Regions from separate parts of the Mus musculus genome. Here region 2 is linked to region 1. A link is a contact called in public HiChIP or PLAC-seq data. All regions are on one chromosome and are shown on one strand. The core of a region is the stretch at or near the end of the contact, and the rest is flanking DNA. Distances in the headings are between cores, read along the strand shown. Region 1 holds the start of Dennd1c (DENN/MADD domain containing 1C). Region 2 overlaps Vav1 (vav 1 oncogene).

The links. HiChIP or PLAC-seq counts read pairs in DNA pulled down with a chosen protein or histone mark.
Region 2: an H3K27ac HiChIP or PLAC-seq map of the HPC-7 cell line shows a contact between it and region 1, with 7 times the contacts expected there. The contact joins the enhancer-like site here to the promoter of Dennd1c in region 1. A contact is called at or near these places in 9 of 39 promoter capture datasets (the 3T3-L1 cell line, the C10 cell line, the HPC-7 cell line and 5 more), 3 of 484 Hi-C or Micro-C datasets (B cells and pre-megakaryocyte-erythroid progenitors), 9 of 115 datasets of contacts at active chromatin or transcription factors (the HPC-7 cell line, bone marrow-derived macrophages, effector CD8 T cells and 4 more) and 3 of 9 other capture datasets (adipose tissue, liver and pancreatic islet).

The regions. Positions count from the first base shown.
Region 1 is chr17:57,077,152-57,079,851 of GRCm38.p6, reverse strand. Dennd1c (DENN/MADD domain containing 1C) reads left to right here and starts at 1,354. Exons shown (of 24, transcript NM_153551.2): 1 at 1,354-1,462. The coding sequence starts at 1,446.
Region 2 is chr17:57,289,132-57,291,831 of GRCm38.p6, reverse strand. All of the region lies in intron 1 of Vav1 (vav 1 oncogene), which reads right to left. Among named protein-coding and RNA genes, the nearest start is that of Vav1, 11 kb to the right of the region's middle. Within about 2 kb of position 1,346, at least 133 of the 459 cell types and tissues checked have an H3K27ac peak or open chromatin away from gene starts, as enhancers often do. A contact at or near this core is called in B cells, the HPC-7 cell line, adipose tissue and 5 more, where this site is marked.

The DNA.
Region 1 (2,700 bases), core at 105-2,604:
GACCTGAAGGTCACTGGATCTCCCCCATCCCGTCCCCCCCCCCTTTCCAGTGTGGCCACACTGAATCACTGAATGCATCTTCTGCATTTTGTTTGGTTTGGGTTTTGGTGTTTTTGAGACAGGATCTCCCTATGTAGAGAGTTCCAGGTTGTCCTGGGACTCACCGTGTAGCCCAAGCTGGCCCTAAACTCACAGAGCTCTGCCTGCCTCTGCCTCCTGAGAGCTAGGATTAAAGGTGTAGCTGATTGGCTTCTCAAGGATGGGTAGCCACGCTTAAGACTTCTTTTTTTTTTTTAATTTTTTTCAGTATAATATTGATTTTATTTCTAATTGTGTGAATGGGTATCTAGAAGCCAGAGGCTTCAGATCCACTGGAGCTGAAGTTGTGAACCACCCATGTGGTGTTTCACTTACATCCTGTGTGTCTTAATTAGGGTCTCCATTGCTGAGAAGAAACACCATGGCCAAGGCAACTCTTATAAAGGACAACATTTAATTAGGGCTGGCTTACAGGATCAGAGGTTCAGTCCATTATCATCAAGGTGGGAGCATGGCAGCATCCAGGCAGACATGGTTCAGGAGAAGGAGCCAAGAGTTCTACATCTTGATCCGAAGACAGTCAGGAGAAGACTGTCTTTTTTCAGGCAGCTAGGAGAAAGGTCTCAAAGCCCACACCCTCAGTGACACAGCTCCAGGAGTTCAACAAGGCCACACCTACTCCAATAAGACCACACCTCCTAATAGTGCCATTCTCTGGGCCAAGCATATTCAAGCCACCACACTGTACAATAGCAGTACATGCACTTAACTATGGAACTATGTCTCCAATCCCTGAAGCTAACTTCTTGGGGTACAGATGGAACCCTAAATTTGGTAATACCCGGGCCTGTCTGCCTGTCTTCAGTCAATTCTGTGACCTCTCTCAGTGTGCGTGTGGGGGAGTGTCTGTGTGTGCCCATGTGCTCACCTTACCTGGGTTCTGAGCCTCTCCTGCATTTCCATCAGGATTCCTGTGTGACTCCAGCGATCAACCTCTGTCAGCCTCTTTTGCTCTTCAGTGCAGCTGCCCCTTGTAAATGAAACCAAGAAGCAACACAGGGAAATGATGGGGGTGATCTTCACAGGCTTTCAATACCCAGGGGACTCAGAAAGAAAGGGCCTGGGTGTGGCCATGGGGACCATAAGGGTGAAGCTAGACTTCCCAACCTGGCCCTGTTTCCCATAGACCCTGTCCCCACCTAGGCTGTGAAGCCAGGACGCCTGAGTTCCTCACAGAGGGTGGGGGCGGGGGCCTCCTTTGGCTGGGACGTCACCCTGTTAAACTTCCTCTCTCAGCCACACAGGAAACTGAGCAGATCAGGGGCCCAGCCCCAAGCAAACACAGGCTCCCCCAGCCCCAGAAGCACTAGGGGAAAGGGCCCAGCTGGGCCAGCCCTGCAGAGACCATGGGATCCACAGAGACGTAAGAGCTGTCTTCCCTCCATCCTGTGCAGCGAGATTGCCAGACCTGAGCCGGGGTGGGGTTGGGGGAGGGCAAAAAACAAAAAAACTGGGGCTACAGCAGGGGAGGGCCCAGGAAGCACAGCTACCCACTGACCAGAGGGGCTTCTAGGGACCTGATCAGGCCATTCTCTTCAATTTTCCTGGCTCTAGATCTGTGTAATGAAACCAGGGACTTTAGGAGTATGACGCTCCAGTAAGGGTGGGGTTTTTAGGAAGGTGATTTCCAGGAGGGGATAGTCAGTGGTAAGGTGTGAAGGGTATGGTGGGAAACTGTCTGTCAACCTTAGTGGGGGACTCATGGGTGTCTGTGTCCGTACAACAATGAGATGCTTCAGGTGCTCATGTCAGGGTGGTGTGTGTAACCAGATGGGATATGGTATCAGCAAGACAGACACTTCCCTTGGTTTCTGAAAGCTAAGGCCTCAGCATCTTCTGCTAGATGCAGTAGACAGCAGGGAAGAGCAGGCTGTGGGGCTTGCAGTTCAGTGCCAAGACACCTTGCTCTTCTTTCTCTGCTGAGTGTGGGCCGCACAAAAATCTCCCAGAGACACAAGGACAAGCCATAAATATGCTCAAAGGCACAGGGAAAGAAGAGATAGGACTCACATGATACACACCTGAGACTCTGCCGTTCTACCCCACAGATTCAAGAGACAGGCACCAGAAAGAATCATAAGTATGTTCTTTTTATCCAAGTGCTTGTTACAGGCAGACACACTGTCACAGGCATGCCTTTATCTCTGACTCCTCTTGCTACCTTTTCTCTGTCTCTGTCTCTGTCTCTGTTTCTCTCTCTTCCTCCCTCCCTAACTCTCTGTCTCTCTGTTTCTGTGTCTCTCTGTGTCTGTGTCTCTCTGTGTCTCTCTGTGTCTCTGTGTCTCTCTGTGTCTCTGTGTCTCTCTGTGTCTCTGTCTCTGTCTCTCTCTGTCTCTCTCTGTCTCTCTCTGTCTCTCTCTGTCTCTCTCTCTCTCTCTCTCTCTCTCTTGGTCTGTCTGTCTCCCCCTGCCTTCTCTCTCCTCTCTGTCTCTAGCCCTCTCTTTAGAAACAGGGTCTCAGTATGTAGTTCTGACTAGCCTGGAACTCCTATGTAGATCAAGCAAGCCTTGAACTCACAGAGATCTACCTGCCTTTGCCTGGGGGTTAAGGGTACAGCCACCATGGCTTTCTCTCTTTTTCCTTCTCTTCTCTGACCCCGTA
Region 2 (2,700 bases), core at 97-2,596, 210 kb before region 1:
ACCCCTCACCCTGACTCCTGTCACAAACTCTAATTCAACTCACTGGGTCACACAAAAAAAAAAAAACAACAACAACAACAACACAAAAAAGACAAGGGAGTAGAGCGGCCATGATCAAAATACATATGTACACAGACCAAACTGCCAAAAAAAAAATATGCTCTAATTTCTAAGTTATTGAAGGAGGTCTGAGAGGCAACTCAATTGCTAAAGCAAGGCCCTGGGTTCAATGCTTAAACCCACGAGAATGTTCAGGGGTGCTGGCACTGTCCATCTCACAGAGGAGTCAAGTTTGGTTTCCATCCCATATCACACACACTTGTGAGTCCAACTCAGGAGGATCCAATGCCCTCTTCTGGCCTCCTCAGGCATCTGCACCCATACACACACACACACACACACACACAATATAATAGTAATAATAAACATGCACAAATGCATACAAATACACACACGCACAAGTGAAAGACGAAATGGCTAAACAAAGGACTTCTATCTGACAGGTGGGAAAACTGAGGCTTGTCACAGGGCTGTCACCTGCCAGAGTCACACATGTAAAAGCAGGAGTGTGGAGAAACACACAGAACCCAGCCCCACTCCTGCTCTACCCTAGCTCCTGAACCACATTGAGCCACCACAGCCCCCTCGCCCAGGCCTCACGGGGACATAACAGGGACCAGCATATCACAGAAATTATATACACCATTATATACAGCACTCAGAAGTCCTGTGGGCCATAGACAGGCAGACAGGGCTGGCAGACCAACACCAGAGGTGATGTCTGGCCTTAGGTCTGTGTGGCCTAAGGAAGGAAATCCCCCTCCTAACCTCAGAGAATCAGCTGAGCTTTGAGACTGCCTTCCCTCAAGTCACATGACTCTTCCAAAAGGAGTATGATTCATAACCCCTTCCACCGCTTCAGAGTAGCTAGTTAGAGAGCTGGGCTCCTTCAGAAAGCACGGTGACTGTGGTTAGACCACCAGAAGAACTTCCTGGCACCGTAAGGCATGTGAAAAGATGATGAAGGACAGGAAGCCACTCACTGTAGGAGGCACGTGGAAGGAGAATTCTTCCTTGTTTTATAGGGACAACCCCTCTGCTTCCCTTATCCTCCGGGACGAAAGAAGACCATGGCGCTAGACAAGCAAGAAGGCTTTAGGCAAATCAGGAGCCAGGCACTGTGATCAAGCCGGAAGTTGGCTTTTGGTGCCTCTGCCCAAAATAGAGAGAATTCTGTTCAAGGAAGTAGCAGTAAGGACAGTGGCCTCTCTTGGGGGCTGGGAGAAAGCGGCCCAGACTCAACACAAATTCTGCCTTCTGCGCTTTCCACACCCACAACCCAAACCCAGGAGATGGCCGGAAACAGGAAATGCCTGTTACCAGGCCTGGCTGGGGAAGATAGACAAGGGGTAGAGGCATGGCTCTCTGCCTTCCTTCAGCCCTGTAATCTTTCAGACTCCAGCTAGCTCCCTGAGGCTTCCCAGAGCGGGTGGTCACGCTGCTCATCCTGTCCAGAGCTTTGAATTGAGGAGCTGATGACCCAACTCTTCAGCATGAGTCTAAAGCATTCTGGGAATCAGACTTCCTCTTCTTTCCCTGTCACCTCACACCCCAGTACGCCTTCCACAACTAGGTGTCTGGTGACTCCCAGCTGAAACTGGTAAGCAGGGGGACCTTGGACAGGTCATCCTGCCTTGGGTTCTCCAACCAAAAATCAGAAATGAAATCCCAGTGTGGTGGAATATACCTGTAATCTCCGCGCTCAGGAAGAGGAGGCAGAGCAAAGGATGGCTAAACTCTGAGGTAAGCATGGACTACAGAGTGAGTTCCAGGTTGTCCAGGGAACCACAGTGAGACCCTGTGTCAAAAACAGGGGTGGGAAACAGGGGTGAGGGGAGAAGATAGTGGAAGGGAGAGAAGGCAGAGGGAGGGGGAAAGAGGGTGCTGTGTAGCAATTTCCCTTAAGACGAAACCTTCCACCTTGGAAGGAAGCTCATTAAGACATAGGATGTGCTAAGTGGAGGTGAAGCATTCTAGCCTACAGAAAAGCCCGTGAAGCTCAGGAAACAACAGGAGATATGCAGGAAGTTCCTGAAACAGACCAGATTCTCTAGGCACTGCCCTCCCCAAGCACAAGCTGTAAGGACTACTGGTGACCGCTCTCAAGACAAGCTGAACTGCCCAGAAGAGGTTCAGACAGGACAAGGCACCTAGAAGAGACAACTGTCCACCTTTCAGAGCTGCCTGAAGGCAGCTTTCCTGAGTCGCCCACCATCCATGCCAGGCTTTGGTGATACAGCTGTATTTGAGCCATTTCTGTTCCTGTTAAGTGAGCCCTGACCCACATTCCTATCTGTAACACAGTGACACTCAGTGCTTCATCAAGTTGGACTTTGGCGGGATCCTTGCTTTTCCTGGCTGTTGGCCCTGTCTGAGACGAGTAGACACGTGTTCACATCTCCCCCAGGAGACAAAATGTTATTCATACGATAAAAGATGAGGGAATAGGAAGGGAAGGAGAGGGACAAATGTGGAGGGGTTGGAAGAAGAACAGAGAAAGAGGAGAAAAGGAAAGAAGGAGAGAGGGAGAGAAGGCGAAAGCCAGAAGAACAGAGAGAAGGAGAATCAACCTCTCCACTTTAGAACTGAGCACTAACACAAAGCCTGACCAAAAACCCAGACATTAGTTGACTCCAAAAG